Regions from separate parts of the Mus musculus genome. Here regions 2, 3, 4, 5, 6 and 7 are each linked to region 1. A link is a contact called in public Hi-C, HiChIP or PLAC-seq and promoter capture Hi-C data. All regions are on one chromosome and are shown on one strand. The core of a region is the stretch at or near the end of the contact, and the rest is flanking DNA. Distances in the headings are between cores, read along the strand shown.

Region 1 (3,219 bases), core at 343-2,842:
TAAGTAAAAAGTAGAAGCTGGCCGGTGGTGGCGGCTCACGCCTTTAATCCCAGCACTTGGGAGGCAGAGGCAGGCGGATTTCTGAGTTCGAGACCAGCCTGGTCTACAACGTGAGTTCCAGGACAGCCAGGGCTATACAGAGAAACCCTGTCTCGAAAAAAACCAAAAAAAAAAAAAAAAAAAAGTAAAACTTCCATGAATAGTGTCTACTCCTTAATGGCTCAGTATGATTTTCAAATTTTATAGCCAGGAGGTGGTGGTGCTCGCCTTTAATCCCAGCAGAAGCAGGAGGATTTCTGAGTTCAAGGCCAGCCTGGTCTACAGAGTGAGTAGACCAGGCTGGGCTACACAGTGAAACCCTGTCTCGAAAAACCAAAATTAGAACAAAAAGAAAAAGAAAAAAGAAAAATTTCAAATTTTTTACAACCATAGCATTGTACCATTGGAAAGAGAATTTAGTAGTCAATTTTTCTAAAATTTCTTTCACCATGTGCCCAGCCTGCTCACGTGACTCATGCTTTACAGTTACAGACGCCAGGGCCTCTCGATTCTCTCTGGCATCCATTCCAATTAAGGCATACCGAAGTTAACTGGCTGCACCCTTGTTTTCGGGTTTTTAATGAGGAGCTGTGCTCCGCAGGCGCCCAATAAACACTAATTGGAGGAACTCAGGCAACCGCGGAAGCAGGCCAGGGCCGGCTGCCAGAGTCCTGAGTCCCCACTCGCGAGTGTGCCTGGCAGAGCAGCAGCTCTATTTAGAAGTAGCGCCTCAGGCATCGTCCTCAGCAGGAACCTGCGGCCGAGCTCCAACCGCTCCAGGTCACACCCACCAGCGCCAGGTCACGCCCAGCCGCCCCAGGAATCGACCAGAGCGCCGCTCCGCTCCAAATCCCAGACTCTCCTCCTTTAGTTAAGGCGTGGCTTTCAGCTGCCAATCACAGAGAGGCCGGCCTGGGCTTTGGCCTTGCCCCAGGCAAGGTTTACAGCCAGGGTCGTAGGCCTCCGGCTTCAGGCGAGGTCTCAGGCGCGGCCTCCTCAGGCTTCAGTCGCAGCCAAGTCTCCCCCCTCCTTTTTTTGTTTTGTTTTGTTTGTTTGTTTGTTTGTTTTTCGTGACAGGGTTTCTCTGTATAGCCCTGGCTGTCCTGGAACTGACTCTGTAGACCAGGCTGGCCTTGAACTCAGAAATCCACCTGCCTTTGACGCCCAAGTGCTGGGATTAAAGGCGTGCGCCACCACTGCCCGGCAAGTCTCGTCCCTCTAACCACACTAACGTGCAGGCCCACCCTCAACCCCTACACCTTCAGCGTTGGCATCAGTAGCGGCCTCCTCAAGCGGTGATCGCCTCCCAGCCCCTAACTTCACCACCAGACGCCTAAGGCGGCGTTCCTGCGCAGACCCTGAGAAGGCCCCGCCCTGCAGCCAAGGCCACGCCCTATCCCAGGCGCCAGCCTCAGCACCACCTGCGGGAGGCCCCACCCTATCCAGGCGCGGGCCTCGCCCCACCACGGGCGTCAGCAGCGGTCGGAGGCAGCGGACTGTTAGGCCCCACCCTCTCAAGGCGCAGGCTCCGCCCCGTGGCTCAGGTCCCGCCCTCAGTGCTCGCTGCGCTCGGATGCGGATGGGACGCGGCAGCAGCTCGCCTGTCCTTTGTGTTCGAGTGGCGGCAGCTTCGCAGGCCTTCACCGGCACATTCCTCTGGCCGATCAGTCGCGTGCTTCCTAGCGACCCATCATGTCAGCGGGAGCGGGCGCGGCCGTGGAGGCAGGCTTCTCCAGCGAGGAGCTGCTGTCGCTCCGCTTCCCGCTGCACCGCGCCTGCCGGGACGGGGACCTGGTCGCGCTCTGTTCGCTGCTGCCACACACGCCGCGCGCTCACCTGGCCGCTGAGGACTCCTTCTACGGCTGGACGCCCGTGCACTGGGCTGCGCACTTCGGCAAGGTGGGCGCGGGCACTTTAAGGCGCCATTTTCCGCGTGGTGTGCTGTTAGGGTCAGAGCGCACCCCACGGTGTCTGGAGAGCGCGGTCGGCAGCGGCAGCGCAACCCCTGAGAGTTCCAGGGCGCATGTGCGGTACCGCGCGGTCTGCGACCCAGGACGGTGGGGGGTGGGGGGCGCGGAAGCTGCTCAGACGCCGCGGGCGCCTCGAGGGCTTCAAGGCGCATGTGCGGCGGGCGGCGCGCGACCCAGGACCTCCGGGGGCGCGGGGAGTGTTGGGAGGCGGGGCGGAAATGGGGTCCGTCTCGCCGGCTCCCCCGAAGGATCCAGGGCGCATGTGCACACTTGTGGCTCTTCCGAGCGGGGCGGGCAGACTGCAGTTGAGGCCGTTTGCGCGGAGGCCGCCGGGCTTCGGGAATCGTGGCGAGGAGGAAACTGGGGGCCTCGCGCTTCTGTCTAATGGAAACCGGGTGCAGGGCCCCCTGAAGGCACGGAGGGATGGGCGCTGCCCTCGTAGCCGGGGGTGTCAAGTCTGCACCTGCTATGGCCGACGGCGGGGTCGCGGCCATGCCTATCGGCCCCCTCTCCACCGGGACCGTCCTGTGTAAGCTGCGCTAATTGGCCCCGTTCTCCTGGTGTTGAAAGGTGGCATGCAGTTGGGTGCAGGTAGTCGCTGGGAATCCACCTTCTCGTGGTCGCCTTAGTTAACCTGCACACAGAAGTGCTTCTGCGCCATAAAGCGGCAAAATTCACGCTGTACTGTTTACCAGAATTTGATCTAAAGCTAAAGGAGCATTTTCACGTCTACGGAGAACGAGTTGTAGACTTGACTTTGGAGACCAGTATTGTAGCGGAGGCGAGGACGTTGTAGTTCTGAGCTTTCCTATCTGAAACCTGGATGGTCTTAAGATACGGAACCATCTTGTTAACCCGTTCCAACTATTACGGAAAGCTCTTAGAGGCGAAAAGGCTGAGCCTTTCACCCCAGCCGGGCCATGTGTTACTGCTCTCCCTCCTGTAGGTTTCCAGCGTGTTTCCCTAGGTTGTACCTACCAGTGATGCTCAGGTTACCCAGTAATTTATGGGGCTTATTTATTCCCGGAAAACTGGCCATTGTGAAGGCTAACTATCTTGCTTTTACCAGATGCCCCATTTAAAAGGACCCTCCACAATTCCAAAGCCAGTTTCCTAGGTTGAACACGGCATAGCTAACAGGTTCAAATCCTGGCTCCACGTTAAAGGTTAACTAACTGCTTTTCTCTTGACACCTGTTCATCTTACTGCC
Region 2 (3,219 bases), core at 314-2,813, 1.7 Mb before region 1:
GAATTAAAGCCTATCTATCTATCCATTCATCTTTCTATCTATGTATCTATCTATGTATCCATTCATTTATCTATCTATCTATCTATCTATCTATCTATCTACCTACCTATCTATTTTTGAGGCAGTCTTACTATGCAGCCCTAGCTGTCCTGGAATTAGCTATGTAGACTAAGCTGGCCTCAAACTCGCAGAGATCTGAGTCTCTGCCTCCCATGTGCTGGGATTAAATGTGTCTTCTTCCATCAGCAAAGCCTATTTTAACTCTAAAGTACATTTTAAAAGAGCACCTGTACCCACATGAACATAACAGGTAGCTGCCAAAGATGAAGCACTTCAGTAGCCGGCCAATCCTTGAAACTACTTTGGAAAAAGAAATAGAGAATATAATACAGAAGAGGAATAAGATGCCATGCACCAAAGGAAGATAAGTCAAACAGAGGCAGAGCAAACAGCCTATATGACTTAGAACCAATGAACCATGGCTTCTTGGTGGTGCCCAAAGGGCTGTTCAAATAGCTACTTTATTTGTTCAGGAGGTGCCAACTTAAATCCACAAAGAGAGGAGACACAGAGCCTACTCACTAGCCAGCTGCTTGTTCTTTTTTTAGTTAGGGAAGCCAAGGAGGAGAAAAAGATCTATGAAGAAAGAGGCCCTTTCATCAGTAGCAAACACTTCTCTGGTAAGTAAGCAAATCTACATTGCACCCCAGGAAGATGAGATGGATGCTGACAATAAATAAACGAGAGGTTAAACCCACTGGGCCAGAGTGACCTTCCCTGTCACTTTCAACTTACTTGATTGGTTTTACCACCTAAATTAAGAAATTAATGTGTAAACCATCTTGGTTTGATTGTTGACTCTGCCAACCTCCCTGGCTGTATAAGCTTAAGTCAAGTGTTGCAGGGCACCCACATCCCTTATTGAAAGAGACAATCTTGGGGCGTCTTTCCAGGTTTATCTTTAAGAAGAGGCTGTCTGCGGGCAGCCTCACGGGGCGGGACAGAGAGACTACAAAAAATTACAGGGAAGAACAAAAAAACGGGAGGCTCGGGGAGCTGAACCTCCGAGTTTAGGTGAAGTCTTGGAAACGGTTGTCTTCCCCCATACCCCGAAAGAACTTCTAGGAAAAGACCCTCCACCCCCTGGAAAGTAGACAAAGGCAGTCTCCTAGGAAGGATCCCCTTTGGAAGAGACAAACCAAGAAGGAGCCCCGGGTAGGAGTCGCCAGGATTGAGCAACCCGGATGAGGACCCCGGTGGAGCGCATCTCAGGACAGAAGTCCCGCAGCTGCAGAGCTTACCCCGATGGAGGAGGCCGCTCTCTGGACATGCGACCTCAGCATCACTGTCCCCGATCGAGAGTTCCCCGACGCAGCGAACCTCAGGGCCGCCAAAGAATTGCCCTCATCTCTTTCCTGGCCTCGGGACCAGGACACCGAGGACGGCACCGCCCTCTTCTTACTTCAGGCGCTTCTGACGCGCAGCTGGAAAGTAGGTGCGGCTCCTTTAAGCAGGCTGCCGATGGACAGCTCCGTCGTCCTTCGCGCGGCGCGATGCACGCCGGGAACTGGAGTCCCGGGAGCCGGCCGGCCAGCCAGCTTCCAGAGAGTGCGTAAGCCTAAGAGCCTCAGAACAGCAACAGCCTCCGAGAGAGGTTACGATGTGACCCAAACGCTGTGCCTCGGAGCTGAGGGGCGCCTGTCCACGCTGCACGCGGAGAGCCGAAGACGGAGCGAGCCCCCCCAGTCACCTGAAGGGAGCGTTCGAACACTGCGCCTGCGCAGAGCGCCTGCTGCTAGCCGCCGCGGCAATCGCCTGCGCAGAGGAAGAGCGGCGTGCGCTTGCGCAGAAAATTGAAGTCGCTTCGGCAGCCTTGGGGAGCATGGTAGGTGGCTAGCTTTGCGCTCTGCAGGTGCGGGCCAGAGCCGGGCGCGGAGGTCACCTCTCTGTGGCGGCATTAGGATAACCGAACCGAGAGGCCGGGCGTGCCCGTCGTGGTGTTGAGGGAGGGCGCGGTTGACTTGGAGTAGCATGGTGTGAAGAGGGGTGTGAGGAGCCCAGTTGGATCTCCGGGGAGGGCAGCGGCGCCGGGTCAGCTGGGTGCTGACCGGACCGGAGGGCGGGACGGGGCTGTGCGACGGGTGACAACCTGCCTGCTGGGCGGAGCCGTCCCGCTTCTGAGTGGACAGTGACGCCGATTGGGGCGGAGCTGGCAGAGCTTTGAAGCCGTCAGCCCGGGGAGGTTTGTGGAAGAGGTGGAAGGACGCGATCCCCGGAAGGTGGTGCGCAAGGCTCCGCGGGGTTAGCATGGTTTGCGATCCGCTCAGCTCTCGCCGCGGCGAGGATATCCCCTACTCGCCCGCTCTCTTCCTGAGATCAGGCTGGGAATCCTGGAGGCGGGGAGGGACCGACTGGACGCCCTGGAGGTAGAGGAGGGTTTGCCTAGTAGAGCCGTGCAAAGGCCTGGACCGCGGGAGGACGCCTGACAGTCCCATTCCTTGGGTCTCGGGGTAGCCTTGCTCCGAGAGGATGCAAGCGAATGGGAGCCGAGGAAGACAAGTTTTGTCTCTGTCCTGGGAGAGATGTCGGCTTGGCTTGGTTTGCGTAGAGGAAACAGGGGAACTGAGGACCGAACCCTGGGGAGGGAAGAGGGGATGGAACCAATACCGAGAAGGACGAGGCTGGAAAACTAAAAGGTTTGAACCTAGAAATCAAGAAATAATGGAGAAGAGCTGCAGAAAGACTCCTCTGACCAGCTGCTAGCAGACTTCAGCGGCCAAGCCACTCACCTGCGCTCTTGGACAGGAACGTCACTGGGGAAGGAAATGTTGGGAGGCTCAAGATTTGGGAACACTTGGACTTGATGCCCTCATTTCCAGGCTTGCACATGGCAAAGCACAGTCAATCTGTAGTGGGCCGCAAATCTGTTTGAGCAAATGTTTGTCCTATGAGCCCTTTGAAATTGACCATAAGAGGAGGTATTTTGCTAAGTGTCTGTGGAAGGACATTTTACAGATGCTTTCTAAAATCTTATATGGGAGCACTCTTGTGCCTAGGTTGTGTGTTATTCTTCACAAGATAACATAAAGTGTATGAAACTTTTCGTACCAGCTTCTGTTGTTTGGAAGGTCCACTTGTCCTGTATCTCTTTACTGATTGTCACCTGCTGAAACAATTCTAAACAGCTGCTGTTGTATGTGAGGAACTGTGTTGAGCTCT
Region 3 (3,219 bases), core at 520-3,019, 1.6 Mb before region 1:
TACCTACCTGTGCACATCAAGGTCCTGGGCTTTGTCTTGGAGCAACAGAAAGAGCCTCTGTAGTGACAGCAAGCAAGCCCTTGCCACATTGCATCCTCACCAGGTAAGTAGCATGTTGGAGACAGACAGACAGCTCCATCCCTCCAGGTCGCTTTCTCTGCCCAATATGCTGGAATGTGGGGGCCGTCTATCAGAATATGCTACTACAGCTAAGATTATATCTAGAACATATTTACCCAACACCACAGGTTTAGGAGATGCATGTAATCTGTTCCACTTCCCAGAGGAGACAGCATACTCCTTGTCTAAGTGACGTAGGTGCTGAGTTGTGGTAGTTTAAATGTTCAGTGCAGTTCATACTTGATGCTCTGTGGGCGCAGAAGTCAACTTCCCAGCTTCTTTTGCTGTGCCTAGCATCCTGTAACAGAAGGGGCTCTGTGAATGTCAGGTAGACAGACTAGTGAGGCAGCCTTATCTTGTGTGTGATTTTGACCGAATAGTGTAGAAGTGGTTTCCAAACATCCACAACAAAGCCTCTCCCAAGAGTCCTTGGACCTCACTCCTTGAGCCAGGTCACACTTGTCCATAAGTTGGTACACCGTAAGTGGGAGCTGGCTCCTGCTGGCTTCTGCTGTTTGTCTGTCTGGATGGGAGCTATGTACCTTCTGGATTTGTGGGACTGCTTCAGACTGAGAGTTGGGCCAGCAGGAAGGGCGTCTTGTTACACACTAAAGTTCTTTCCAATTGTATTCTAAGTCCAAGTGATGCACTGCCAATTCTGGGTGACAGATTTACGTCACAAGAGGGCCAGCAATGTCTGAGGCTGCAAGGTTTGTGCTTGAGACAGGGTATAGGGAGGTGGTTGACCTAGGTCATTTCAAACCAAGAAGCCTGGCTTTATAAAGTGCACCTATCCATCCTCATTATTTAATAATTCCATGAGCAGGCAGTGATGTTTACAACAAGTGAAGTTTGTTTGTATAGACACGCATCACTAAAGGTTAGCACTGGAGCCCCTTACTGGACACTAAGTTGTGAGAGAACACTTTTTCACAGGAGCTGGGAGTTCTCGTTCTTGTAAGGTTTTCTCTCATGTCATGGTTTTAATGGAACTGAGGATCAGACCAAGGGCCTTGTATACATTAGGTAACATTGCTCTGTCGGGTCTACTGCAGCCCACAGCCCTCAATTTTATAATAAGGGATGGGTTTTGTTTGTTTTTTGTTGTTGGTTTTTTTTTTGTTTTGTTTTTTTTGTTTTGTTTTTGAGGCAGGGTTCCTCTGTGTAGCCCTGGCTGTCCTGGAACTCACTCTGTAGACCTGGTTGGCCTCAAACTCAGGGATCCACCTGCCCCTGCCTCCTGAATGCTGAATGCTGAAACTAGAGGCGTGTATCACCACTGCCCAGCCAGAAAAGTTTTCTAAAAGCATAAAACTACAATGGGTGGGCCTCAGTTTTATGCTGAGTGAAAGAGGGCAGACAAGAAGGGGCAAAAGGAGTGTGTCTGTCTGAAGGTAGGGCAGAGCAGATGGTCAAGGAACCGGGATGGAGCAGTATGTTCTCATTGTGGTATGTCGCTCTGCCAGCAGGGGGCACAACTCACCAAGGTGCTGACAGAGTAGCACAGCTCACGGGCTCTGAGCTGGGCTGAGCTGGCTGGGTGTACACTGGTGCCAGCAGACTCCTTTGCTGGAGAGCCAGCGTGTCCCAAACAGCTCCCACGTGGTGAGCTCTGAGCCTTTATCTCATTGGTGCCACCTGCCAAGGCAGGGAAGGAACGCCTGGTCATTTGGAGAGTGCTGGATGGTGATACAATGACCAGTATAAATGTCAGCGGGGCTGGCTAAGGGTGGCCAGGAGAGGACAAAGGCAACCGCAGGGTAAGAGGGGTCACCTTCCAAGATGGAGAAGTTCAAGGCTGCAATGCTGTTGGGGAGTGTTGGAGATGCCCTCGGCTATGGAAACATCTGCAGGGAGAACAGCGTTTTAGGCTCAATCCAGGAGGAGCTGCAAAAGACAGGGGGGCTGGACAGCCTTGTGCTCTCACCTGGGAGGTGGCCAGTGAGCGACAACACCATCATGCACATGGCGACTGCTGAAGCCCTGACCACAGGTAGGACTGACTGGCGTATTCGTGGCTCCAAGTGTGCTGGGGTAGAAAGACAGGCCACCTGGGTTGATAGCAAACCAGTACCAAGAACCCTGAAGGTGGTGTCTTAGAGCCCTGTGTTACCTGACACTGTTGCTGAAGGCAGGGATTTAATATTCCCCCAAGACCTGGAGCCTGAGAGGCAGCGGGCAGGTCATGTTTCTCCTGAGTGTCTTTAGGGGACAGCAGCCCTTGGCAGATAATTAAGCTCCTGGTTCTGAACAGTGTTCGCTTGTCTCTGTGTTAGGTGAGCAACCCTCTAGGAGCTGCTCTGCAGGGCGGGGCAGGGGTGGGGGAGACAAAGCACAGACAGACATAGGTGCACTGCAGAGGCTGAGCATCTTATTCTAAGTCTATAAAGAAGAGCTTGAAATGTGGGCCCACTGAGATAACATTGTTTGGGGGTGGCATCTCCGATCCAAATAATTAAGGTTGAGCTGTCTGTCCGAGCGATCCAGTTTGGGCGTAATTTATGAGTAAATTGTCTAAGGAAGAGTTTTGGACATGGAAGAACAAAGCTTGTTTCCTAAGGAGCTAAAATCAACAAAATGTTACCTGGATTTCAGAGACGCGCCCATATACAAGCGCCGTGTGTCTTTTCTCGACACAGTGTGATGGTAATACCCTGCAGGTCTGGCATGCCATCGTTGCAAAACTGAGGCCTGAGGCCAGCAGTTGAGCCAACAGACCCCACATACGCATTCCCTGCTCTGTCCGTCTGTCGTGAGCACGCCCAGCTTAGTTCTGTGGTCACTGTATAGGAATGCCACCAATGCCGTGTCTCTAAATAGAGCAGACACACATTGATAAGATATGGTGTCACAGCTTGTTGAAAATGGTGAAGCATCTTTCTGAGTGTACCTCATGATGAAACGCAGGTATTTATGGATTCTGTGGTCATTGTATAGGAATATCATCAACTTGCCCCTGAATAACGAGGCAGAAGAAAGCACACTGCTGAGGTGCTTTCACCACACTACGGGGATCGAGATGCTTCGAAAGTATTATGAATTCCAAATCTTTATTTCCTCTCATATTTTGGGGGCATACTTATCTGCTTTTATGGTCGA
Region 4 (3,219 bases), core at 487-2,986, 1.5 Mb before region 1:
CAGTTCCATTAAGCAATCCTACATACTAGTTTCAGTTCACACTAGTCTGTTGTCTATTAAGCACTTAAGCAGCTTGGAGGTGATAGCAATTAATGTAGGAACAATTAACAATCCCATCGTTACAGAGGTTTTTTTTTAAGATAAAATTATTTTTGAAGTCACACAACCAAGATCCTGTCTAAGTTGTTAAAGTCCCTTTGTGAAAGCTGGGACAATTTATGGCACAGGGGCACTCAATCAGGGTCACAGACTTTCCCTCTCCACTTAGATTTTGCTTTGAAACAGTGTCTCACTTTGTAGCCCAGGTTGGCCTCCGATTCACAGAAAGTCTCCCACATAAGCCTGCTAAGTGCTTAGATTACAAACTCAGGCTGACCCAACCTTAAAATTCCCCTGCCTCAGCCTCCACGGTCTAACAAGTGTGAGCCACCACTGATTAGTTTAGTTTATTCATTCATTCGTTTATTTATTTCATTTTTGCAACAGGGTCTCCGGTCCTGGCTGTCTTAGAACTCATTATATAGACCAGAATGGCTTGTTAAAGAGATCGTCCTGACACTAGCTCAGGATTAAAGGTATAAACCACTATGCAAGCCACAAGGTAGTTTGAAAAACATGAAGAGGCCTAACCTGGCTGTCCTTTGGATTTTATCCCAATCAGCATTTAGGAAGCAGAGACTACGAGAACCTGAACCTGTGAGTTTCAGGCCAGCGTGGTGGTGAGACACCCCTCCCCCCATTTTAAAAGTATAAAACAGTCTAAGGGTTTAAGTCGTTTTTGGCTGTGCTGGAGATTGAACTCCAGCTAGTTACCAAGCCATTCTGACACAACAGAACTTGTTTCGGCAACTCGTATATTAGCTACAACTCCTGAACCGTGAAGGGTCACAGGTCCCCTTAGCAAGGCTTCTGGGTTAAGACCGCCGAGTAAGCGCACCTCTCACGGACCAGAGAGTTCACACAAGTAGCAAAATAAAAGAAAGGGTAAACGAATTCCATAAAGTCACAGTCACAGAATTTGGGGGTGTGAGCCTCTGTGCCCAGGAGATTTGGCCAGCCACCTCTCTCCCGTCCTGAAGATGCTGGCACCGCAGCGAAACGCTCCGCGTTGCCGGGATACAGCGGCGAGGAAGGGCACCCGGCACCCCAGGCAGGGTCCGAGGCAGCACCCAGTCCTCTCACAAGGCAGCTCAGAGCCAGCAGCACTGCCTGGCAGGAACTCCAGCCCAGCTCCTTCCAGAGCGGCTCAGACTGGGCTCCCAACCCGCACCTACGTCCTTAGGCCCGCACGGGCTCCCAGGCGGCGAGCGCCACTGCGGAGCGGGCGGGCCGGCTCGAGGCCTTCTTGACGCCCGCGGCTCCGGGCGCCCCGTCCCCGCCCGGCCTGCCGCTCTGTTCCCGTCCGTCCCGAGACACCGACCCCGCCCGGCCCTCCTTCTCTCTCCCTCCCTCTCGGGCTCACCCAGCAGCAGCAGGAGCAGCGGCCGCCGGGCGCCGGGGGCCGCCATGGCGCGACGCAGCCGAGGCCGGAGGACGGCGGTTGCGCGGGCGGCGAGGCCGGCGGGAGGGCGCGTCCACCGACTCGAGAGGCCCCGCAGCTGCGGCGCCGGCACGGAGAGGACCCTGCGGCCGGCAGCGCCTGTCACGTGAGCAGTGCCGCGCCCGCCGGTCACGTGAGCCGAGGGTCTCGCGAGAGCCCGTGGACCGCCAGCTTACTCCTCACTTCTTCGGGAGGCTCCGTTCCGCACGTGATGTGGTCACGTGCCAGTCGGCATCACGTGGGCGCTGGACCACGTGATATCTTGCCCTCTCCCCACCCCCTTCCCCCCCCCCCCCCCACGGCCTTTCTCCCGAGTGTCCCGAAATGGAAAGTAGGTTGTGGCTTTGAGTAAGGGAAGGAGAAACGCTGTCGGAGAAAGTGAAGATGGAAACAGGAAGCCATGAAGGCTGGACTGAGCCCCGTAGGCCAGCTACATGCCACAGTTCAGGTCCAAGCCCCTGAAGGCCTGCAGCCCAGTGGTAGTCTTGGTTGAGAGCCATGTCTAGGTCAATACCAGTGTTTACATCCCAGGACAGTGTGCATATCCATTTCGAGGTGGGTATTCCCATCTAGACCCGTGCCCCAGGCCCAGGCTGACCTCCACTTTCAGGCTCACATACTAGTGTCTAGGGTCAGCCCCGAATGTGTCCCATTCGGTGATCCAGGCAGAGGACAGTCCTTTAGGATACGTAGATGGTGGGAGATGTGGAAAAGATACTTTTTAAGAGATAGGATTTCAGAATATATCTTTAGCCGGCCTCAAACTCAGAGATCAGCCCGCCTCTGCTTCCTGAGTGCTCAGATGATGTGTGTGGGCGCAGTGTTCTTGACCATTCCTGGCTGCTTAAGGGCATGTGGATGGTCATCTTACCTGAGATGACTATTTCCATGAAGAGTTCAATACTAAAGTATTTTCCTCTTTTGTGAATGTCACACTCAAAACTCGAGGATTGGTTTGATGTTTGGGGACATGGCGTCACCCTAAAGCCCAGGTTGACCTGGAACTCGCATGGACCAGGCTGGCCCCACACTCTGGGCAATCATCCTGTCAGGAGCGCAGAGATTACAGGTGTGTGCCACCATGGCATGAATAATCTGAGCTTTTATGTTATTATATTGTTTTGGAGACAGGGTCTCTCTATATAACCCTGGCAATCCTAGAACTCATTACTTAGACAGGTTGGCCTCAGACTCAAGAGATCAGCCTGCCTCTGCCTTCAGAGTGCTGGGACTAAAGGCCGGAGACCACCAGATCTACCTTGAAGTCCTCAAGTTTTAGCTTGAGGATTCCTCCTGTTAACAGATTTTTCATTCAAGCTGAGTTCTTCCTCCTCAGAATTGTAGACCCAGTAACAAAACTTAAAAGCTGTTTATGTAGTGGACTAGTTTATTCTGTGACCGGAGAATAAGAGTGGTTGGAGAGATGGCTCATTTGTGTAGGACCTTGGTTCCAGTCCCATCACTCACATGGTTCACAACTATCCAGTTCCGGGGAGCCTGATGCCCTCTCCTGACTTCTGAGGGCACACCACACCTGCCTATGATGCACAGGCCTACCCTATATTCAAGCAAAACTCTCATGCACAAAATAAAGTGAAATTTTAAAAAGAAACTGGGAGAAATGGGTCAAAGATCACTTTCTAAAGGAGGGGGGTCTTTTTAAGATGGATATAACGGTG
Region 5 (3,219 bases), core at 474-2,973, 1.5 Mb before region 1:
AGTCACAGGTACAGAAATGGCCTTCCTGGTTCATCCCCAGCCCAGCCACTCTTCTCTCTGAGACAGGATCTGTACAGAACTCACTATGGAGACCCACAGGCTTGCGGACCTCCCTTGGCTTCCCTCGAGCCCCACCACACCAGCTTCCTGGCTGTCTCTTCTATTCTAACTCACTTTCTCTTTTCAGAAGAGCACAGAGAGTGATTAACTGTACGCGTGTCTTTGTTCAAGAGTTTATAAGGAACACTACTGGGGTTCAGTACCCTGTATCAGTGTTTGAAATGATGCATTGCGCACACACCACAGCATGTGTGTAGATGCAGAGGAACCTTCAGGACTCAACGCTTTCCTTCTGCTACTTGGGTCCCAGGGACTGGACTCAGGCAGCGTCATCCGAGTCTCCCTAAGTAGCCCTGGTTGGCCTGAAATTCACGACGTAGATGAGTATAGTTTTGTACTCAGAGATTCACCCGCTTCTCTGCCTCCTGAGCATTAGATTAAAGGTGTACACCAACTTTTTACAAGGAACTTTTTAGCAAATTTAAACCTCATAGCACCTATGGCAAAAGGCAGGATTATATCCCACCCTCCATGGAAATGGAGTTCAGAAATGAGTGGCCTAAGGCTCCACTTCTGGGGAGTCAGTGTAGCCTCTGCTCCTCTCTGGCTGCTAACACTCAGCCTCCTATGGCCTCCCCTTAACTCATCGCCTCCACCAGGCAGATGTAAATATCCATTTTATTCCTGAACATCTAATCCCCTTAAATATTGACTCCTAATAACTGAATATGAAATTAAAAGGTTTGGATTATATTCTCTACATTGGCACCATGTATAAAATCTAGTTTTTCACTTAATTCCCAGCAATAATGACTCTTAGACTATTTATTAATAAATGCTTAGGCCACAAAGCTTTGCCTTGCTTTTAACTTATTACCCCCTTTATTGCAGCCAGAGTTCAGCTGCATGGTCGGTTTCCCTCCTTGTCTTCAAACATCTGTTTTCTCAGTTTTCGGGGGGGTGGGGTCTCCCATGTTTTTATTTCCCAGAAGTCTCTATTCCTGCCAGGTATCTGAGCTCCTATTTTCGGCCTCAGCTCATGGGCTATAGTTTTTTTTACTGACCAGTGATCCTTAGAAGAGAGTCTCTTTACAGGTGGAACCCAGCCTCTCCCAGCACAGGTCTGTACTGGGACCCATGGTGCCCCCTCTGGAAATGGAGAACACAATGCTCTTTTAAAAAAGGTGCTGTCCTGAACTTGCATGCTATGCCTCCTGGGATCTGACCCTTTCTTTCCTCTTGTCCCCAAACCCCAAAGGACGGGAGTTTCACTGTCTCCTCTGTGCCCCACCCCCATGTCTCCATCTCCTCACAGTAGTGCATAACACATCTTGCACAAACACTGCATCGACCTGGAGTCTAGAGGAAAAGACAAATGAAAAGAGAAAACTGTGTACTGTTTCATGAGAATCATGGCCATGAAGACATGGGTGGACAGTGGCTAAAGAGTGCACACTGCTCTTGCACCCCAGCCCCCTAGCTCTCGGGATCTCACACCGCTGGCTCCTCCCTCAGGCACCTGTGCTCACACTCGAATCACCACACCCTGCACAGGAAATGGACTCACAAAACCTTAGAAGAACAAGAGGCTAGAAAGACAAGAGCCTGGTGCTCAGTGAAGTTCTATCAGGCAAACAAAGCACTCAGGCGCTGAGGGAGTCGCTCTCCTTCCTGAGTCCTCTTGAGATAGCTCGTGGTAAGAAATCCAGTGTGTAACTGCTGAGTGCACACATTATAAGCAAAGCTCGGTGTTGGGAGCAGAGTCTCAGAGTACTGGGTGCAGCCAGAAGCATGGCCATAGCCTCAGTGTGAGGCCAGCAGGCCGTGGCTGTGGGGACTGAGGAGTCAGTGCAGGGCTTACTTACTGTGTGCTGTGGTCTAAGTAGGTGATCACTCGGTCTGCTTCCTCTTCTAGACGTTTGCTCACATGGTTAAGGTATTCTGGAACCTTCCAAAAAAAACATTTAACACATCAATGACAAAGACTTCTCACATTATACATAAAATTTCCTCAAAAAATAGAGAAAAAGAGAGAGAGAAGCAAACCCACTCACTCGCTAACAGACTGCCACTGAGAAGCCCCTCTAACCAGGCAGGGCCCAGGCCACTCTCACGGCTTACTACCAAGTGCGGGGGGACAAATACCAGTGGGCCACGATGGGTGAGTTAGTATCAGTACCTGGGGAGACAGCCAAAGCTTACTAGCAACCTGTACACATGGATCACACGGATCTGTCAGCGGTGACATCCTCCCTCCCCTGCAGTCACGGCAACTGCAGACAGCCATCGCTTGTCCTCAGTGCCACCTTAGCTAGCACGGCTGCAGCTAAACTGTGATCTGATGGGTTGGGCCCATCTTGGCAGGGGCAGGTGGCTCCACATAGGACTCATCACTCCCTTGGGACTGGACTCTAGACCTAAGAAGCTGCTCAGAGGGGCTGAGGTGACACTGCTGTTATTATCTAGGCTTCTTCACATACATTCTTCACCAATGCTTTACACAGTGACATGTTTGATTTTTAAGATTAGCTCTTTATCTTCTTGCTTAGACATAGGCTCAGACATTAGACATAGGCTTGCTTAAACATCGCTATTTTAGAAAATACTTAGGGGAGGGGAAATAAAGAAAGAAAGCTTCTAAGGGAAAGAAATTAACTCCTTTGTACAGCAAGCAGTTCTCTCCCAAAGACTCCAGAGACTTTGGCAAATGTATACATACAAAAGGGCAGCAGGCCCAAGGAGTGGGTTACAGCCAAATGCAGTCGGCCGCACAGCTCACCTCCCTGTCCTGCATCAGCCTCTGGCCTTCAGCAGCGTATAGACAGTTAGTCTCTTCCAAGAACTTCAGCTCAAATGAGTCTTTGTACACCTAGGAAACAAGCAGCTCCTGATGAGCTTGAGCACAGAAACCTTCCTTTTCAAGCACTGGTTCTTATCAGGCGCTTCTCTTGCAGCTCCGTGCAGACTGTACCACAGGCCTCCATCACTCTCCTTAAGGACTAGACAATCGGGATGTCCACTCATACTTCTGGGTACTAGTCCCCACTTACAGCTCTGAAGCCTGCCTTTACTTTGGCGCAAGCACAAATGCTCAAGACCAAGGCCTCACCTGGAGATCTGAGAGCATGCTTAGCAAACTCCGAAGCAGACTCCTGTCCA
Region 6 (3,219 bases), core at 471-2,970, 1.1 Mb before region 1:
TCACTATTTAAAGAAAAAGAAACTTATTCTGAACACTTCTAAAACCATTAGTAAGACTACAGCTTGTAGTACATAGATTTTCCAGTATCTTTTACAATTAATTCCTTCTTGAATGGAAAAAGTTTCTTTCCCCAGACAATGTATGGACATCTATTACTAGACAGAGAAGGGGATTTCCTTTTCTCTGTTTCACTAGCAGAGACAAAGAGCCAGATTCACCCCCGAGGCTTGCTGATGCTTGCTTACTTGTTCTCTGTTTTTTGTTTTGTTTTGTTTTGTTCTGGGTCCCCACCCCCACCCCCCTCCTTCCTTATGCTGCATTTAATTACATAAGCAATTTCAAGTCATTCCTGGAAAGAGGCAGGCCACGTCTAACTAGAATTTCTTTCCCCTGGCATCAGCTGAGTTCTCCAAGCCATGAAGCAACTATGGCTCATCTCCTTAATGCTGTACTTGGAGAATGGTATTGAGCCATCCAGGCTGCTGCCTCCGGAGGATGCTCCTTGAAGCCAATGATGGCTTTAGAGATGTTCTCATACTGCCAGAGCGGATCTGGGCAGGATGCATTTAGACTTCAGATAGGGACACGCACATGCACAAAAACTACTGAAGAAAACATAAATGCTTTTCATATGAGTGCTATGTCTGGATGATGTGTACCTGTGTTCTGATGGCATCTAAAGCCAGTGCTACCATGGCAACTAGCCTTAAGTGAGTACTAGGGCTGTGCCCTCAGATTTTGCACGGAGGAACAGAGATATTGAGGCACATGAATACTTATGTTCTAAACCTGTTACTACTATGTTGCAGTGACCACAATACCTGATAAAAACAACCCTAGGTATGAGATGTGTGTGTGTGTGTGTGTGTGTGTGTATACACACACATATACACACACACACACATATATATATATATATATATATATTATACACACACATCGGCTCATATGAACCCAACCCCAACCCATGACCTGGTCTTCAGGCTTTCTCTTACAACTCTTGCTATGGCCTTCGAGCCTGACAGCTTCGGAGTCTGTCATGCCTAAACATCCAGCACGCCGTGCACAATGAATGCTGTGCTCTTTTGCCACCTCAGCAAGTACTAGATGGAGACCACAGTCATATGTCTGTGGAGCTGAGCCTAGGAAGCCCTAGGCAGCCCCTCTCCTCACCCTTCAGGCATGGCTACATTTTGACAAACTAGAACCTTTGGTGGGTAGGGCTTCATCCTCCTATAGCCTTAGTACAGTGCATGGCTTCTTGCTCATGGCACTGATCTTAACAGCCACAGCTGTGTAGCCCAGTTATTTGTTCCAAACATTAATGTGCTCTTGCCAGTCAAAATGCACGTTTTTTCAAAATCTTTCTACATGCTGTCCCTCACGATTCTCACTGTAATTCTGACTAAATGCAGCAGGCACTAACATGCCACATTGACTACTGTCAAGTCTCAGGACATGGGCAGAGCACAAGGGGTCTCCACCAGGAGAAAGCAGGAAAGGCCTCTAGGCCAATTCCCAAGCTGACCCAAGGCTTTCTCTGCGGCCGTGATGCTGGTGAAGGAAACCAGGACATGCCTGGCAAGGCTACCTTGAAGGCAGTGTCTTGGGGAACTTCAGTCCTAAAATCTTGACTTTTCTCCCACATGAAGGGCTGGGGTTATCTGCTCCAAGGCTGCTGTGAGCTTGGTCTGTGACTCACTTGATATCCTGTTGTGCAACATTTCGTGATTAGCTTCCAGGTGACATCACCCCAGTGTATGATGGAATTCGGCTGTGTCTCATTTTTCCATTGTAAATTGTATATAAAGTGCTCTGCTTCTAAACAAACTTGCTTGGCAGAGCCATGAGCTTATCCAAGGGTTCCTGTCCCCTCACTTTGTTGCCTCCTGTACTTTCTCATCCCTGCTGCTCCAAGCCCTCCAGGGAACACTCTCCCTCTCCCCTCCCTCCCTCCCTCCCCCTTCCCTCCCGTCTGAACCTTCTCGAGCTTGCACAGCCTTGTCTATATTTGTCATCGCTTTATTCTTCGAACTCCCACCAGCACCAGTAAGCCAAACACACAGCATTCTAGGGATTCATTAGCTTTTGGCTCCAAACCGTTAAGAATTCCTCCCACAAACAAGTTCCAGAGGGTCAAGTTTAGTCACAGAAGTACCCCCATCTCTGTGCAAATCTTCTCTATCAGTCACTTTGCATCACTATGACCCCGACTTCTGACCAAATAAGCTAAGGTAGGAAATGTTTATCTGGGCTCATGGTTCCTGTAGGGTTGCGGGCTATCACAGTGGGGAAGAAGGGCCCAGTGTCTGACAGTAAAAGCATGCAGCAGCGGCTGCTCTGGACAGAGACCAGGGCCAGAGCCAAGGGCCATGCTATCATCTCAAAGGCCCACCTCTGGTGCCCTACTTTCACCATCAGACTCCACTCCTAAAGGTTCATCCTTCCCAGATGGAGACAAGTATTCAAGAAATGAGCCGGTGGGGACATCTCTGACCACAACCCTAACTGTGCTTGAATTGACAGCAGTTCTTAGCCAATTGCAACTTTAACAATGTAACATATATTTCTAGAAGAAAACATAGAAAGGGTATAAGTAAGTTTTGATATGAATAGGTTGTAAACATTGTATCTAATGCTCCAACTTTAAAACAGAAGGATTCTAACACAGCTCTGCAATTAAACATTTGCTGCCTAAGTCAAATGTACACACAGGCTAACCCTTACACAGGTGTGCTCAGTCAAATGTACACACAGGCTAACCTCACACAGGTGTGCTCAGTCAAATGGACACACAGGCTAACCTCACACAGGTGTGCTCAGTCAAATGGACACACAGGCTAACCTCACACAGGTGTGCTCAGTCAAATGGACACACAGGCTAACCTCACACAGGTGTGCTCAGTCAAATGGACACACAGGCTAACCTCACACAGGTGTGCTCAGTCAAATGGACACACAGGCTAACCTCACACAGGTGTGCTCAGTCAAATGGACACACAGGCTAACCTCACACAGGTGTGCTCAGTCAAATGGACACACAGGCTAACCTCACACAGGTGTGCTCAGTCAAATGGACACACAGGCTAACCTCACACAGGTGTGCTCAGTCAAATGGACACACAGGCTAACCTCACACAGGTGTGCTCAGTCAAATGGACACACAGGCTAACCTCACACAGGTGTGCTCAGTCAAATGGACACACAGGATAACCTCA
Region 7 (3,219 bases), core at 456-2,955, 1.1 Mb before region 1:
TTTTATTGCTCTCAGGAATTCTGACTGTGTGAAAGGCAGCAGGCTACAGAGGAGAGGCTCATTTCTGTAGAATGAGTCGAATAAACCAGGAGATAAGAATATCCAATCTCTTTTTCTCTTCTTATAAAAGAAAATATAATTTAACCTCACATCTTGGAAGATAAATACATAATAAGAAAACAAGCCATAACTGTTTCGGGGAAAAGTCAAATTAATTTCATGGCTTAGACTCGAGTTTAAGGCCTGTGGCAGAGCAGTCAAAAATGAGATGAGCAGAAGGAATAACATTCCATAACTTACATTCCAGATGCATTATCAAATAATTAAGAGTGGCAAAGTTCGTTAAGGAATATCTGCAGCCTAGATTTGAGAGAAAATACCACTTCGAAAGTAGAATAGCACAGCAAAAAGAAACTAACTTGAAATTTTACCTAGATAAGGAAATATAAAATAGCTGAAGGCTTGCCTAAGGGCACTGTGGAAGTAAAAGACAGCACCAGGGACGGAAAATTCGTCCTGTGGCCCTGGGAAGCTGGCAGGTGACTGTCTACAGGGACCAAGAAGACCACCCCTCCTCCTTTCGCTTCCCACGGGGGTGGGGTGGGGTGGGGTGGGGTGGGGAGGGCTGCAGTTTCCTAGTCTCATTCTTTGCTTACTGGAAGGCCAAAATTGGATGGAAATTAACCAGAAAAGCAAGAAGAAAAACCCGGGTAAATTCCCCTTCAGAAAAACCCACATCCAAGGACAAGTGTCACTCAGAGAAGCTAGAGAGAGCCGGCTCTGGTCCCCTCCGTACCCAGCCCGCACTGGGCAAGGCACGCGCTCCTCAAACCTGTGACCACCCCGCGCCAGCTGCCGTACAATAGGTCCTTGTGTCCAGCTTAGGGAAGACAAGCTGTCCCGGGGCAGATTCTCTCTTTTCTGTACACACACCCACTTTGCTCCATCCCGGCTGATGGATGCCACCTACCTCCCTGGTCTCCCCTGGTGAGGCACTCCGTCACTAACCGCGCAGCAGCATCCAAGGGAGCCGGGAACTACGCACTCGGACCTGGCTGACTACTTTCAGAGATGGCAAACTTCACTTCTGACTCCCCTGTGGAGGCTCCCCGCTTCCCCGCAGCCCCGTACATATGTCCCAGCCGGTCCCGGTCCCCGCGTCGGCCCGCCCCGCTGGGGCTGAGCGCAACCCCCATAAGGATGGATGTCCCTCGACCCCGGGATCGACCCGGCTGCAACTGCCTTCCGGGTGGGCCTGGCCGAGCGCAGGTGGAGCGCGGCGGGGACCCGACGGCGGGACGTTCCGGGCCTGAACCCTGACCCAGACCCGGACCCCGGACCCCGGACCCATCACAGAGAGCCACTCACGTATCTGCGCACGAGCGTCCTCAATAGACTGCAGTCCATGGTTATCGCTCCCGGCTCCGCGAGCCCCTGGGCTGCGGGCGCTAGCGCAGCCGCCCCCCGCCCGGTCACGGCCTGGGCGGCGCGGGGGGCGGCCGCGGCCCCTCCGCGCTCATGCCCCGCCGGCGGCGGCCAAGGGTCTCGGCCCGCGCGCAGGCGGCTCGGAGGAGGCGGCCTGCGCCCGGCGCTACTCCCGTCGGGCCGACGCGGCCTGCGCTCGATGCTCCGCGCCTGCTCCTCCCGCGGCCGCCGCGCCTCTGGAGCCGGCTCTGCCCCGCTGCGCCCCGCGCGTCACGGGCGCGTGTGAGCATGCGCGCGCCGCAGCCCCCGCCCCGGCCCCGCGCGCGCCGCGACTCCCTAGCGCGTCGCCGCCGCCCTGTTGCTTCCGCCTCCCTGCGGGACTGGGGGAGGGGGGGCGGGGGGGGCTGTCATCGCCCCCGCGTGGCTCGTCGGGTGCTGATCCACCCCTTCTCCACCCCCGCCCCGTTCACTCCTCTTCTAAAACGGAAGCCTGGCTGTGAGCCCAGGACTCCATGGCGAGTGCCATGGGCCTGGGTCCCTAGGCCTGCGGGGGGGGGGGGGGGGTCACACCTCCTGCCGTGGCGTGGACAGAAGACACAGGATCCTCAGGTGGCTACAGGGAGCGAACATTACCACCCCTTTTGGGACTGACTCCCTTGGAGACCAAACCAAACACGTCCTGATCCAGCTCTCATGACTCACTACTCTCTACCTCTACCTACTCCTGGGGCCCAGTCTCTGTCCTGCCTTCCAGAAACCAGGCCTCAGGGAAGACCCTCCACAGTCCTGGGTTTTACCTTGTGGTCCAGCCCCCTGTCAAATGCTTCCTGCTTCTACCTTACAACTGTATCACCATGGCTAGCACCCAGGGAAGGTGGTTCTTTGCTGCCTAGGTGTGAAGTGGCACATGGCTGAACAACCTTCCTTACCTCCAGCCCAGCCGTAATCTAGCTAATGTTTACTGGTTCCACATCCCTTGCTTTTGCTTCTGATAACGGTAGAACCAGAGACGAGGGATCTGCAGTGGCCGATCAGGAGCACCAGACCTGAGGATTAGGAATGTATTTGAGAGCGTTCTGACAGGGTGTGGAGGAGATCTGACTTTGCTATGGTTTGGATTAGACACTGGTGGCAATGGTGCCAGTGACTAAACTGATCTCCTGAGCCACCACCGCCTTCTACCCTGTTTTCTACCTAAGTTCTACACCAGTGCTCACCACGGAGCACCAGCTACAGACACCCAGCCAGCCTCAGGGCAAAGGGTTTTCTCTCCGGGCTTCCTGGACTTGCTGTGAGCCTGGTGGAGTTGGCAGTCAGCGCTCATTGGTACTCCTAGCTGTGGTGTGGACTCTTGAGGACAGCAGGCCTCTATGTCTAGGGACTAGCTGCTGGCCTCAGTGGGCCTGACTGGGCTGTTCATGTGTCTCTGATGCTCTATCTCTTTCCTACCATGACTGCTGGGCCAAATTGTAGGCTATTGGCCAATTACAATTGCAGTGGGTATTCCTGGCACAGATGTGCCTCAGGATAAAGCCTTCCTATCTATCCTTAGAGAATGTTCTACTTGGAGGAATGTTTCATTTCCTTCCTTCCTTTCTTTTTTCTTGTTTGGATTTTTGAGACCGAATCTTCATTCTAGGCTGGTCTCAAACTCTATACAAACATCCTGCCTCAGCCTCTGAAGTGTTGGAACACAGGAGTGAGCCCTGGTGTCTAGCTTATTCTTCATACAGAGCAAAGCACTTCCCTGGTGGTGCAACAGGAGTGAGTGACTTCATCCTCTGAGCCTTCACC

Evidence for each region. Promoter capture Hi-C pulls out the DNA fragments that hold promoters and counts their contacts. A called contact is a pair of places that touch in the nucleus more often than the background predicts. HiChIP or PLAC-seq counts read pairs in DNA pulled down with a chosen protein or histone mark. Capture Hi-C pulls out chosen DNA fragments and counts their contacts.
Region 2: a contact with region 1 is called in a promoter capture Hi-C map of liver, with 3 times the contacts expected there. The contact joins the promoter of Dcun1d2 here to the promoter of Ankrd10 in region 1. A contact is called at or near these places in 6 of 39 promoter capture datasets (cranial neural crest, embryonic stem cells, hippocampal neurons and 2 more), 3 of 484 Hi-C or Micro-C datasets (B cells, CD4 T cells and uterus), 2 of 115 datasets of contacts at active chromatin or transcription factors (astrocytes and pancreatic cancer cells) and 2 of 9 other capture datasets (adipose tissue and liver).
Region 3: a contact with region 1 is called in an H3K27ac HiChIP or PLAC-seq map of large pre-B cells, with 4 times the contacts expected there. The contact joins the promoter of Adprhl1 here to the promoter of Ankrd10 in region 1. A contact is called at or near these places in 3 of 39 promoter capture datasets (liver and pre-B cells) and 3 of 115 datasets of contacts at active chromatin or transcription factors (astrocytes, extraembryonic endoderm stem cells and large pre-B cells).
Region 4: a promoter capture Hi-C map of liver shows a contact between it and region 1, with 9 times the contacts expected there. The contact joins the promoter of Lamp1 here to the promoter of Ankrd10 in region 1. A contact is called at or near these places in 4 of 39 promoter capture datasets (embryonic stem cells, liver and pre-B cells), 1 of 115 datasets of contacts at active chromatin or transcription factors (astrocytes) and 1 of 9 other capture datasets (adipose tissue).
Region 5: a promoter capture Hi-C map of liver shows a contact between it and region 1, with 2.9 times the contacts expected there. The contact joins the enhancer-like site here to the promoter of Ankrd10 in region 1. A contact is called at or near these places in 6 of 39 promoter capture datasets (the C10 cell line, HPC-7-derived erythroid cells, hematopoietic stem and progenitor cells and 2 more).
Region 6: a contact with region 1 is called in an H3K4me3 HiChIP or PLAC-seq map of bone marrow-derived macrophages, with 5 times the contacts expected there. The contact joins the enhancer-like site here to the promoter of Ankrd10 in region 1. A contact is called at or near these places in 1 of 39 promoter capture datasets (hippocampal neurons), 2 of 115 datasets of contacts at active chromatin or transcription factors (astrocytes and bone marrow-derived macrophages) and 1 of 9 other capture datasets (liver).
Region 7: a contact with region 1 is called in a Hi-C map of CD8 T cells, with 6 times the contacts expected there. The contact joins the promoter of Atp11a here to the promoter of Ankrd10 in region 1. A contact is called at or near these places in 4 of 39 promoter capture datasets (the 3T3-L1 cell line, hippocampal neurons, liver and 1 more), 1 of 484 Hi-C or Micro-C datasets (CD8 T cells), 2 of 115 datasets of contacts at active chromatin or transcription factors (astrocytes and cardiomyocytes) and 1 of 9 other capture datasets (liver).

Annotation. Positions count from the first base shown.
Region 1 is chr8:11,634,130-11,637,348 of GRCm38.p6, reverse strand. It overlaps Ankrd10 (ankyrin repeat domain 10), which reads left to right and starts at 1,592. Exons shown (of 6, transcript NM_133971.3): 1 at 1,592-1,938. The coding sequence starts at 1,732. It overlaps Mir7238 (microRNA 7238), which reads left to right and starts at 1,613; the gene lies at 1,613-1,655.
Region 2 is chr8:13,286,470-13,289,688 of GRCm38.p6, reverse strand. Dcun1d2 (DCN1, defective in cullin neddylation 1, domain containing 2 (S. cerevisiae)) reads left to right here and starts at 1,563. Exons shown (of 7, transcript NM_001024504.2): 1 at 1,563-1,885. The coding sequence starts at 1,883. Tmco3 (transmembrane and coiled-coil domains 3) reads right to left here and starts at 1,676. Exons shown (of 13, transcript NM_172282.2): 1 at 1,302-1,676.
Region 3 is chr8:13,252,712-13,255,930 of GRCm38.p6, reverse strand. It overlaps Adprhl1 (ADP-ribosylhydrolase like 1), which reads left to right and starts at 1,769. Exons shown (of 7, transcript NM_172750.4): 1 at 1,769-2,113. The coding sequence starts at 1,903.
Region 4 is chr8:13,157,678-13,160,896 of GRCm38.p6, reverse strand. It overlaps Lamp1 (lysosomal-associated membrane protein 1), which reads right to left and starts at 1,736. Exons shown (of 9, transcript NM_010684.3): 1 at 1,463-1,736. The coding sequence starts at 1,508.
Region 5 is chr8:13,123,580-13,126,798 of GRCm38.p6, reverse strand. It overlaps Cul4a (cullin 4A), which reads right to left. Exons shown (of 20, transcript NM_146207.3): 6 at 3,170-3,219; 7 at 2,840-2,929; 8 at 1,926-2,008. Among named protein-coding and RNA genes, the nearest start is that of Mir7065, 11 kb to the left of the region's middle. Within about 2 kb of position 1,723, at least 3 of the 459 cell types and tissues checked have an H3K27ac peak or open chromatin away from gene starts, as enhancers often do.
Region 6 is chr8:12,778,237-12,781,455 of GRCm38.p6, reverse strand. The region is part of intron 1 of Atp11a (ATPase, class VI, type 11A); the gene reads right to left. Among named protein-coding and RNA genes, the nearest start is that of Atp11a, 23 kb to the right of the region's middle. Within about 2 kb of position 1,720, at least 42 of the 459 cell types and tissues checked have an H3K27ac peak or open chromatin away from gene starts, as enhancers often do. A contact at or near this core is called in bone marrow-derived macrophages, where this site is marked.
Region 7 is chr8:12,755,502-12,758,720 of GRCm38.p6, reverse strand. Atp11a (ATPase, class VI, type 11A) reads right to left here and starts at 1,705. Exons shown (of 30, transcript NM_001293667.1): 1 at 1,369-1,705. The coding sequence starts at 1,407. Gm33587 (a long non-coding RNA gene) reads left to right here and starts at 1,825. Exons shown (of 3, transcript XR_378725.3): 1 at 1,825-2,034.